Linked DNA regions of Zea mays: all the other regions are linked to region 3. A link is a contact called in public Hi-C data. All regions are on one chromosome and are shown on one strand. Each heading gives the region's core, a stretch centred on a gene start, on an enhancer-like site or on the middle of the called end of the contact. The rest is flanking DNA. Distances are from core to core; before and after follow the strand shown. Region 1 holds the start of LOC100384241. Region 2 holds the start of LOC100283705. Region 3 holds the start of LOC103630624.

The links. A called contact is a pair of places that touch in the nucleus more often than the background predicts.
Region 1: a Hi-C map of ear shows a contact between it and region 3, with 4 times the contacts expected there. The contact joins the promoter of LOC100384241 here to the promoter of LOC103630624 in region 3. A contact is called at or near these places in 3 of 25 Hi-C or Micro-C datasets (ear, tassel and an unstated tissue).
Region 2: a contact with region 3 is called in a Hi-C map of leaf, with 3 times the contacts expected there. The contact joins the promoter of LOC100283705 here to the promoter of LOC103630624 in region 3. A contact is called at or near these places in 3 of 25 Hi-C or Micro-C datasets (ear, leaf and tassel).

The regions. Positions count from the first base shown.
Region 1 is chr6:171,071,545-171,075,128 of Zm-B73-REFERENCE-NAM-5.0, forward strand. LOC100384241 reads left to right here and starts at 1,425. Exons shown (of 11, transcript NM_001362306.1): 1 at 1,425-1,570; 2 at 2,276-2,457; 3 at 2,620-2,804; 4 at 3,031-3,213; 5 at 3,305-3,436; 6 at 3,530-3,584. The coding sequence starts at 2,283.
Region 2 is chr6:170,737,558-170,741,328 of Zm-B73-REFERENCE-NAM-5.0, forward strand. It overlaps LOC100283705, which reads right to left and starts at 2,061. Exons shown (of 8, transcript NM_001156604.2): 1 at 1,769-2,061; 2 at 1,559-1,641; 3 at 1,389-1,448; 4 at 1,205-1,313; 5 at 955-1,007; 6 at 234-314; 7 at 10-122. The coding sequence starts at 1,850.
Region 3 is chr6:170,904,156-170,908,141 of Zm-B73-REFERENCE-NAM-5.0, forward strand. It overlaps LOC103630624, which reads right to left and starts at 2,641. Exons shown (of 9, transcript NM_001364975.1): 1 at 2,040-2,641; 2 at 997-1,236; 3 at 690-903; 4 at 476-585; 5 at 171-370. The coding sequence starts at 2,283.

The DNA.
Region 1 (3,584 bases), core at 175-2,674, 170 kb after region 3:
TTAACTGCTACTTCATGCAGATTGGATATTAAGTAATTTGATGATGTGATTTTGTAATACCATCGAACAGAAGATATTCTGTGAGATCTAAAGATGGATTTATTTGCAAAACATTTGCATGTCAAATTTATCGACATGCATTCTGTGCATGATACACAGCATGGTAACTAAAGATTAAACTTCTTTGCTTTCCTTGTAGCGGGGATGAAACTTTGTCTATGAACACCCTGCGGAGGAATAAAGTGAGTTACCTTTGGAGTACGTGATTCTTGCTTAGTGTGTGCTGAATTCGTGTTTTAGGGCTTCTTATCAAGGTTACCATTTACCAATGAATTACTGTAAGTTAACTTGCAGTCTTTTAACTGTTTCTAATTTAATACCAGGTAAGGTCACAATCTGAATTTTCAGAAGATGAGTTGGTATCCTCGGTGCTAATGAAGGTACCATGTTTTGGCAAACAGTTTTTGCTAGCAACATTTTTGTCCTGTTGTCATGACAATTGATTTTTTTTCTTCTTATTCTTTGTGGCTCTCAGAACGGTAAAAAGGTTGTTTGTGGAACTCCAAGTGGAGCCCTCTTATTATATTCATGGGGATACTTTAATGGTTGCTGGTAACCTTGTTTTCATCACACAACAGTACCTGCTGAAATAAAATATCACCAAGATAAACCTTCGGTAATTTGTATAATGCTTCAGTAACAATGCGTCCTGACTTGTGATGCAATGCCCCTATAGTTGGCGTTGAATGGTTTGAGCTAGGGCTAGGCCATCCCAACTGAGTCTGAAATCTATGGAGTGGTCAGCAGGTCAAGGACTCACCTAGAGGACAAGAGCACGCTGGAACCCCAGACCGGAACAGAAAGTGTGTTGTGCTAATGTGCTCGCGGTTCAGCTGTTCCGTGCACTTGGCATCCGAGATTCCCTCTGTCTGAATTTGATGATAATGGCAAGCCATCGGAATTGGGCAAACACAATACTACTAGCAAAGACAGCAGCACTGGACAACACTTGTCCATTCTACTTTCTACCTGCAGAGGCCCTCCATTCCATCCCGCCGTTGTTTGCCCATACTGTACTACCAACCGACCAGGAGGACTGCAGTAGTAGAGCATCATGTGGTTGTGATGCAAAAAAATCGCGAGTGAGAAGTGATGCTGATGCACCAGGTGAAGAACGCCGGCAAAGGACACCGCGAGAGAATGAGATCCACCTGCCAAATTATTGCCGCGGGCACGGCCAATCCCAGGCGCCCACCGAAATGCCGAAAACGCCAAACCGTCCCTCTCCGGCGTCCCGTCCCGTCCGTCCAGGAGCGGCGGACACGATAACACGGCGCCCTCGAGGCGCCCGCTGTCGCGGTAGGTCCCATGTGAGCCTCGCTTTTCTCCTCTCTCTCTCCCCGGCATTTCTCTCTCTGGCGTCACTCGCGTGTCAGGCGCATTCTGCCTCTTTCTTTCTCCCCCTCCCCTCCCCTCCCCTGCGGGCTTCTCTCACGAGCTCCCCCGGCCTCGCCGCCGCCGCCTGCTCCGGCGGGCGGGACCCAGCTCGCAGCGTCTCCCCTGCGGCGAGGTACGCCTTCTCCTCTCTGCGCCTGCCTCTACTCTACCCTCCCTTAGTCCCTTTGTCCTCCCAGCCTGCCAATTGGGATGCGCGTCTGGGTGTTTGAGCCGTGAAGAAGCTTGGCTCTGACGCTGTGGCTCGTGCCCCGTTGCTACTAGCGGAGAGGGATTTCGTGACCCGGCTAGCTCTGCTAGATCCGGGTCCTGGCGTCGTGGATGGCGCGCTAGGGGTGCCTGTGCAGGGGTTGGGGATTTGGGGTTGGGGCTCGGGCGCTTCAGCTTCATTTCTTTTATAAGCTAGTTGGGCGCGAATAGTTTCAGAAAATAGGTTGAGGAATTAGCAACAGGGATTCTGGTTCGCCTCCCCGACCTTTCCGCGGAGTAAAACCGAGGCGTGCTGTTTTGAACACATGTTGCTCGGTCCCTCCGTGATCAGGAGCACGGTGGTGGGGTGTAGCGGGTTGTTTTCAAACTGTCGAACCTTGTAATTTCGTTGCTGAAGTAATGAAATTGGGTTTTACCGTCGAGGAATTTTTTTTGGCGCGCTGTGCCTTTGCTTAGCCTGAATTGTTATTACTTGTTTCGATCGTCTAGGTCCAACCTTCGAATGGTATCAGTGCTTATTAGATTTTCATACTGATGAGTGCGCATGGTTTTAGCTCTAGTTTTTTCTTTTACGCTCAAACTAGGATGATATTCGATGACTGTGATTCAGGTACACGATGGAGGGAGCGGGAAGAGATGCCAACCCTTTGAGCGGTTACAGAATTGGCAAAACCCTGGGAATTGGGTCGTTCGGTAAAGTGAAGATCGCGGAACATATATTGACTGGTCATAAGGTGGCGATCAAGATTCTCAATCGCAAGAAGATCAGAAGCATGGATATGGAAGAGAAAGGTCATTGCTTATTCCTTCTGTACAGAACACTCATTTGTGGTTCTTAAGCATGCTCGTGATGTATACAGTACAGAACCGTAGCAAAGCTCCTTATTGTGTCCCGGAATTCTTTTTTCTTTGTTGAAGTACTCAACTTAATCCTCTCTTATTACGTACCTGCAGTTAAGAGAGAAATCAAGATACTGAGATTATTTATGCATCCTCATATCATACGCCTTTATGAGGTGATAGATACACCTGCTGATATCTGTGTTGTTATGGAGTATGTTAAATCTGGAGAGTTGTTTGATTACATCGTTGAGAAGGGAAGGCTACACGAAGAGGAAGCCCGACACTTTTTTCAGCAGGTGGCTTTCTTGCATATTACTATGTTCATTCCAAAGATTGCACAATGCATTGTAATCCTTGGTTCGAAGAACTGTAGTATGGTTGACATAAGCTGTTTTGTGAGCTGATAAATGTTTCAAATCTGTCAACCGTCATGCTTCTTTCATATCTGCGATCAATAAATTGAATATTTGTGTTTGTTTGGTTCATTGAGCCTAGTTCAATCTTATTGACCTTTTTATGCAGATCATATCTGGTGTTGAATATTGCCATAGGAACATGGTTGCTCACCGTGATTTAAAGCCAGAGAATCTTCTTTTGGATTCAAAATGCAATGTTAAGATTGCCGATTTTGGCTTAAGTAATATTATGCGTGATGGTCACTTTCTTAAGACGAGTTGTGGTAGCCCGAATTATGCAGCACCTGAGGTATCATCTAGCATAATTTACAATTAGCGTCCTTCATGGTTGCATTTACATATATAACTTGCCATGACACGTTTCTGTCTTATTTTCTTAGGTCATATCTGGTAAACTATATGCTGGTCCTGAAGTTGACGTCTGGAGCTGTGGAGTTATTCTTTATGCTCTTCTTTGTGGCACTCTCCCATTTGACGATGAGAATATTCCAAACCTTTTCAAGAAAATAAAGGTGAGCTATAATCTCAGTGATTTTACCTGAAAAAGATTCCTTTATATTTTATTTTTAATATGCTCAATAAATTCTTTTTATATCTAATTGTAGGGTGGAATATATACCCTTCCTAGTCATTTGTCACCTTCAGCGAGGGACTTGATTC
Region 2 (3,771 bases), core at 811-3,310, 170 kb before region 3:
GCTACGCACTGCAGATAGGGGAGAGTCATGTTCCTTAACGTTGCCGGGTTCTTCTTCACGAACTCCTCCCATTCTTCAGGATCTATCCTGCCATCTCCGTTCGAGTCCGCTTGGCTGAACGTCTGCACTCCAACGCGAACAGAGCAGCACGATATGATACGAGTTAGAACGGAGACGGGATCTTTGCAAACAAGCACCTGATGACTAGCGGAGAGTAGCAGTGTATCAGTTACGTTATCGACGATCGTCTCGACGGTGCTGTCTGAAAGGCAGAGGTCGGACTCATCAAGCAGCGCCAAGACCATCTCTCTGAGCTGCTTCTCAAGAACAAAGTTACTGTTTTATATTAGAATCGAACAAGTGCAGTGTACACAGGCATTATGGTTGGGAGTTGGTTGACGTGATGGATCTAAATACTAAGAATCTGATTATTACATGTGTCTTAACACTGTGCTGAGCTTTTTGGAAAAGTATAAATGACTTAGTATTTAATAAATTACGTATGTTGACTTATTTGCAGGTTCTAGTTAGAGGTACTCATTAGCTAAGACTACGGGCACAGCTACATAAAAGTGAAAAAGAGCAGATTTTTTAAGAAAAGCTTATCGTCATCTGGAGTCGGTGGTCATGCAGTTTTTTGATTATCAGGGTTGGAGGTTTTCAAACATGATTGAGTTGTAATAAAATAATGTTTAAGTGAGTTTGAGTCGGTGAGAAGTAGGGAAGCTATTACCTCTTTTAAGCTTACAGTTTTATCATGTTTTTGTGAGTTGTTGGATTTGTTTTAAGTTGTGTAAATTTGACCTTACCCTCGAAAGAGGCGAAAGCCGAATTTTGATCCATTATCTAAAAAAACACACAGTCACTATGGTTTGCAGTCATTAAATGGCATGCGCTCTGGTTGTTCTTTTTTTTTTCTTTGGAAAATATACAGGAGAACGCATGAATGATCACCTCTTCTTTCTCGATGTAGCCTGTTCCCCTCAGATCATACAGCTTGAAAGCGACTGCATAAAGGATGAGAAAAGTCCAGATCAAACATGTCATCTCCGTCCTTTCTCGGTGTGGCCATTCCGAACCGTACAGGAATTTCACGCGAGAAGCTCAGGATTTTTAGCGAGAGAAAAAATCCCTCGTCGCAAACATGGCCTAATGCACGAGAAGAAGAAGATGATGAATGAACATTGAGGTATGCAGTTCGTACACGCCGTCTTCTCCGACGTATCTGCTTTAGGGTGGAACACACTGAGCGACCGCACGAACTCCTCGAAATCGATGACTCCGTTCCGCTTGAGATCGAACAGATCGAAGACCTGTGACGGCGAAACACGAACTGAGTTTCCTCCTCCTGTGTCCTGTAAGAGCGAAAATGAGCACGAGATGCTTACCCTGTCTGCAAAGAGGTTCGCTCTCCTGCTGTTCCTGAACAAGGCGAGCTGGAACTCCTCCTGACCGACCAGACCAAACCAACACAGCACAGACTCCAACCCGTTAGCGGCGCGATCTAAGTATCAGAAACCAGGGAATGTACCGAGATGGGTCGTCGGTCGATCTCCACCTTGTGGATGAGCCCGTCTTTGACGATGGAGCAGCTCAGCTTCTTGTACAGCTCGTACAGCGCCTCCACCTCGTTCACCGTGACTACCATGCCACACAAGCAACACAACAGCCGCAGCAGACGTGGGTCAGCGTCCCGCAATTGGCGCCGTCGTTGCCGGCGGTGAGGAGGGGGTGGTGGGAGAGGGAGGGAGGGAGGTGAGATGCTCACATGAGGTCTGGGTCGCCAGCACGGCCGGATCCGCGTGCGCCGGCGCGCTCCTGCTGAACTGCTTGGACGTCGCGCAGCCCATCGCCCCCCTGCCCTGTGTCGTGCGAGTGAACGAGGCTATGCGGCCGCCGACCGCGAGAGAGACAGGAGATCCGGCACGCCGGCGAGGAGTCAGGAGACAGACTTTGCAGTTTGGTGAGCCCCCCTCTCCGCTCTCCCTCTCGCGCCACGTCACGCCGGGCGCTGTCTACCTCGCGTCCCGTGTCCACGCCTCTCCTTTTGTCCGTCTCCCTGGCCAGAGTCGCGTGTCCGCGATCTTTTGTAGCGAGGCGACTCCCGGCGCTCCCGGTCAGAGATCGGGCGCGCAAAAAACAAAGTATTTTCTTGCGGCGGCCGCTCACGCACAGTTGGCGGCGATGGCGTGGAGTCCGTGGACCCTGGGCGTCGAGAGCGCGATAGGTCCGAATTTCTTTATTTTTAGCTCTTTTTTAAGTTTTTAGACCTTCGCTTAGTGCTAACGCCGAGTCACGTGATCCGCTGACACTGTAGGGCTGACGTGGTGTCGACATGGTCCTACCTTTACGCAACAAAATCTTGACGTCAAGTTAAAAAAAATGCTATAAATCATTCCTGATCGAGAGCTATGTCCAGCCACTTCTTTCCATAAACGGATGTAGGCCTATGGCCACTAGGGCCTAGGCTCTTGAGCCAGGTTATTAATAGAGCCCGTGAACTAGTGTCGACCCAGCATGCCTCTACAGTGGATATGCCACCCTCTATAGCACCACAATCAGTTTACTACACAAGCAGAGGCAGTGGCGGATCCAGGATTGATCCAAGAGAGGACTATTAAACTAAGACTATAAATTTTTTTAAACCAAACAAAAAACATATTTGATATTTAATGACACAAGAATCAAGATATAATTTAATAGCCTAAAAATAAATTGATACAAATTCTAGAAATATAATAATCAATACATAGCGTTCATGAGGATGAGTTGTGGCTTGGCTGCTCAGATCGGCGCGCAGGCGCGCTCAGACAGCGGCGTGGTCACATGGTTAGCAGCGCCCTCAGACAGCTCAGACACCTACTCTGCTCAGATTCGCGCGCTCAGACTGTCAGACACCTTGTGTCCTTGTCTGCGGACTGCGGCGCGCGGCGGTGCTCCGGGCAACTAGGTGTTGGGGGCCTTCGGCTTCCGAAGGTCCTCAAAAACATGATTTAACAATGTTTCTGGAAGTACAGTACATGAACAGATATCTTCGGACTTGAGTTGAAGCCACAGCGTGGAGAAGCACGAGGAGTACGAAGGATAGCACAAACCGAAGATGTGCGCAGGAGAACTTCGGCATGATAACGGAAAAAGGAAACCGACTTAAAGATGAAAAGGCTATTCAAACCTCGAGGGACTGCTACAGAGTTGTTAGCAAATATAGAGGGTATGAGTGTAATTTCACATGGGCTGCGTCCCGTGCCTATAAATAGATGAACAATAACTCCTTACTGTTCACGTTGACCTGGCGTTTATCCTTGCGTCACGCTGGTACTTTCACATTCCTTCAAGTCGAAGGTATACTTGTAATCTAATATTGCTTCTATTTTTCTATAGTAATTAAATAAGAGTGAGACAATGATAATATATGATTATTTATATTATTTTTATGGTCTATATGATTCTTTCTTCACCCTCATATGTTATGTTAATAAAGGTAAGTCCTTCGTTACCTTCATCCAAAAATCATTATATCCTAAGGGAAATAATGCTTCGAAGGACGAAGGGCTTTAACGTATAACGTTTACTATGTTGTCTTGTTCTTACTTCATAGCATTTGAGAACAAGTCCACAACATTGGCGCCCACCTCCGGTGAACTCTTTTTCGACCACCTTCAGCAAGCATCAACCTTCGTCATGCCACCAAAGAAAGCTTCGGCAACAGGGGCTGCCGTTCTGCAGCCGCTAGATCCGAATCAGGAGACCCTTTCTCTTTGGGAAGCCCGA
Region 3 (3,986 bases), core at 1,391-3,890:
ATTTCAACTCTAGCCTACCCCAACTTCCTTGGGACTAAAAGGCTTTGTTATTATTGTAGGCATAAATGACGAGCCGGCAACTTTTTGCTGATTTTTAAAACGGGTGCCGATAATAGAAGCACAAATCACAAGAAAGAATTGTTGATTGTCGCAATTTAAAAGATAGGCACCTTTCCCGTACGCCTTGGATCTTCATAAGGGAGGTTTCGGACAACCACCAGCCTCCACAGTCCAACTTTATTATTATTGTACAAAGAACTAGAATTCTTGACATAAGCCTCTGTTTCTTCATCTACAAACATATAGAAACATGCATTTGCCTTTGAAAATTCACTGATGTTCCTCGGATGCTGAATCATATCATAATTTCCTGAGCAACGGTATACGAATAGTGAGCAGAGAAATTCATTGCAATCACAGTGAAGACATTTTTTAGGGCAAAGAGTGGATACTATTAGTGAAAAGTGATGCATACCAAAAATAGCAGAAGCTACGACTAGCTCACGGCATTGCTCCATCTCTAGCAGATCATCATCCTTGATATCGAATCCAGTACCTTGGCCAGGCTTCTTTCCTCTAACAAAGCTGATAGAAATAATACAGAACATTCACTTCAGTATTCACGTTTGAAACAACATCTATTTGAATAAGCGTGGATTTAGTATGGACAAGGGATGCATGTAACCTACCCACAGTGGACAGTCATTGACTCATTAATGTTGAAAGATTTGTTTCTCTGCTCCAGAGATGGATGCCCTCCAAATCCAGATCCTAGATTTGATAAATTTGCAGTAACACCATCTTCTGATACATAGTTTAAGTTCTTTACGACAGGTGATGGTGAAGCTTGTAGGGGCATCAAGGCAAATGCCTGATCCACAGAAACATAGCAAACAGGGCATGCTACAGGGAAAATGAGAAACAGATAACACGATCAGTGATTATTTACGAACTATTCTGCAATGCTAGTAGAAAGGTGCAAATAATAACTCTTACGTCGGGGTCCAGTGCGTTTCTTATCAACCAGGGGAGGAGGGACTGAGAAACCTTCGCAAGGATGTGTGAAGTTTGCATACGTAAGATGAAGCCGATTTGGAAGCTCGATTTTGTTGACAACACTGGTGGAGTATTGGTTTCCAGACATCATTAGAGGCCGTGTTGTGCTGGGATACACTGACTTCTGTATGGCATTTGGTACTTCATAATTATTTACGATACTGATTGAATTGCTGTCATCTGAAACACAGTATTGAGGTACATAGTCAGTGGCTATACTAATCTGTAACCACAAGGCACGCTCCAATAGAAAACGTCAGTTGACGATTCGTGGGGAAATTGCCTACATTAACAAAAGACGTACAGCACAAGCAGGAAACTGAAATGACCATCGATGGCTTGGATCAGCATGCAAGTGTACTCGTTTGGCTATTTCAATTAACAACAAAATCGATTGCTAAAGACCATGCAAGATAGGTACAAGCACAAAAGAGCTCAGCTCTACTCCACCATCTGATTTCTCAAAAAATAAAAAACAAGAAGACCAAAAACTTCTCAGAGCGAAGTCCCTAATCATTCTAGCCATATCATAGCCATCAGCACTTCAGCGTCATGAAACATAATTTACACGGACAAAAAATTATCCACTAGTTTGCAGTAGACCAAGTCATTGGGTACACTATTATCCAGTTATCCCTGACGACACAGGACTACGACATTGTAGAATTGAGAAGGGGGTCGTCACACCATCAGCGTGGGGAGTATGTAATGTAACAGGTCCAAGCATTTGACAGCATCCTCTACACGGAGACGGAGTGGAGTATGCACACACGATTGTTCCCCACTGTTTAAAACATAACAAGCCAGTTCAAATTCTGTAAACGCCACCTGCATGACCCCAGCACACTGCTCTAGTATCTTCTGAACTAAAAGGCACCCACGTCACAAGGCTCAGGCCGGCAAAGCAGAGCGCCAAAGTGCGGCAGAAGCTGCAACATTAGAGGAGAGGAGACGGGCAAGCTAGCGGGAACGGGGGCGCGGACCTTTGACGACGGCGAAGAGAGAGGAGAAGACAGCGGCGGACACGACGGCGAGCAGCAGCAGGACGCCGGCCCTGCGGCGACCGCCCAGCCGCAGCGCGCGGTGCAGCAGCTGCAGGCGGTCCTTCTCCCCGCGCAGCGGGCGGCAGGCGGCGGCGGCGCCGGCCTTCCTCCCGCCGCCGACGGCGGCCGCGAGGGAGCCGTAGCTCCCGGACCGCAGGCCCAGCGAGGCCGCCGAGCCGGTCATCGCCGACGCCCCACTCTCATCCCGATCCGCCGGGTCGTGGGGCCGGGGCCCGCGAGATCCCGCGCCGCGAGCGCGAGATTCGGCGGCGGCGGCGGCGGCGGCGGGGATGTGATGCCCGCGGGTGGGAACCAGATCAGATGGAGGGGGGACGAACGCAGGCGGATACTTAACGCGCGGGCGCGGGGCGGGTGGGTGGGTCGGATCAGAGGCAGAGTTGGGTGGGGGTTAGAAGCGCGGGGCGAGCGGGCGGCGACGCGGTTTGCCTGTTCGGAATCGGAGAGCGAGCGGGGCAGCGGAGCCGGGGACGGGGAGGGTAGGTGGTGCGCCGGCCGAGCTCGCGATGCGATGTGGTTTTGCGCGTGCCAGTGCCAGGCGAGGCGAGGCGAGGCGAGACCGCGAGACGAACAACGCGCTCGCGCTTGGGAGGGGGGCGGTTTCTACTGCGCGCGCGGCGCCCACGCGCTGGTTTCCTCACCTCGCCTCGTCTGCTTCCTCTCCTCCGCCACGGCCCACAGGCGACTGGGTTACTGCGCCTGACGCAGACCCGCTAGGCGCCTAGACGGACGGTTAATAAAATAAATAAACGCGGCCGCCGGGTGACGTGGGGACGTCAGCGAGACGACGACGACGACGACGCCGCCCCGCCCTGGTCTGGGACTGGGAGCGAGCCCGAGCGCGCTCTAGTGTGGGTGTGGGTCCGCGCCGTGCTTGCCGGAAAAAAAAAACATGGCCTGCTTTTTGCTTGGTTGGTGCCATTTCCATTTGGAACTTCGCGTCACATCGCAGGCAGAGGACGGCCGGGTCCGGTTGGTCCGGTCCGTCGGTGCGGCGAGCACGTTTGATGATGCAGAAGCTGAAGCTAATAAAAATCGTTTTGTTTATTGCCAGAAAAGAAAGCTAGCGAGGGGGTGCCGCCGTGCATCCGCACCGCACAGACGTGGACTTCTCGCCGTGGAGAGATCGCGTGCCTTCCTCCGAAACGACGTTTCAGCGGCCAGCTCCCCTCCGAAACGTTGTGGTGGCAAGTGGCATCCATCGGCTCGGCGTCGACTGCACATGGACTCGTGTACTTCCGAAGCTTTCATTCATTGAACGCTTGCTTCACATCACAACGTTTGAGCGAGGAAGGGTAGTCGTGCTCAATTAATTGCTCCTGATCATGCATGCATCTCAGGCCTAATATATTTTTTTGGTTTTTTTAAGGTGGTGACTTTAGTTTTGTTATGTCCTTATTTTTACCGTCGTAGTTGTGTTTTTTATTCATTTTTGCACTTCCAGTATTATATAACAGAACGGTAAAACTGAACAAAAATTATGACTAGGAGGAAGAATAAGTAATGCGACGAAACTAAGAGTATGAATTTAAATAGCCTATTTTTCACTACTAGTACGTACGTACGTACGTAGGATCTGAACATGGATAGTACATCTATGACGAGGCCGAGGCTGGTTGGCCGAAACAATCAAACAACAGCCAAGCGTGGGGCTAAAGCTGGGCTCGTGGAGAGCTGCTAAAGCATCGTGTATATATACACGTTCGAAAGCGGCTGGACAAGGCGCGCAGAGCAAAGAAAGACTGGCTGCTATGGTACCACAAGCTTAACGCGACGTACACATATAGAGAGATCTGGCGTATACGAAGTGAACCAAGCAAAGCCACCAAGCGCTTGCTTATCCTGTTCCGGCACATACAAATCCGTGCA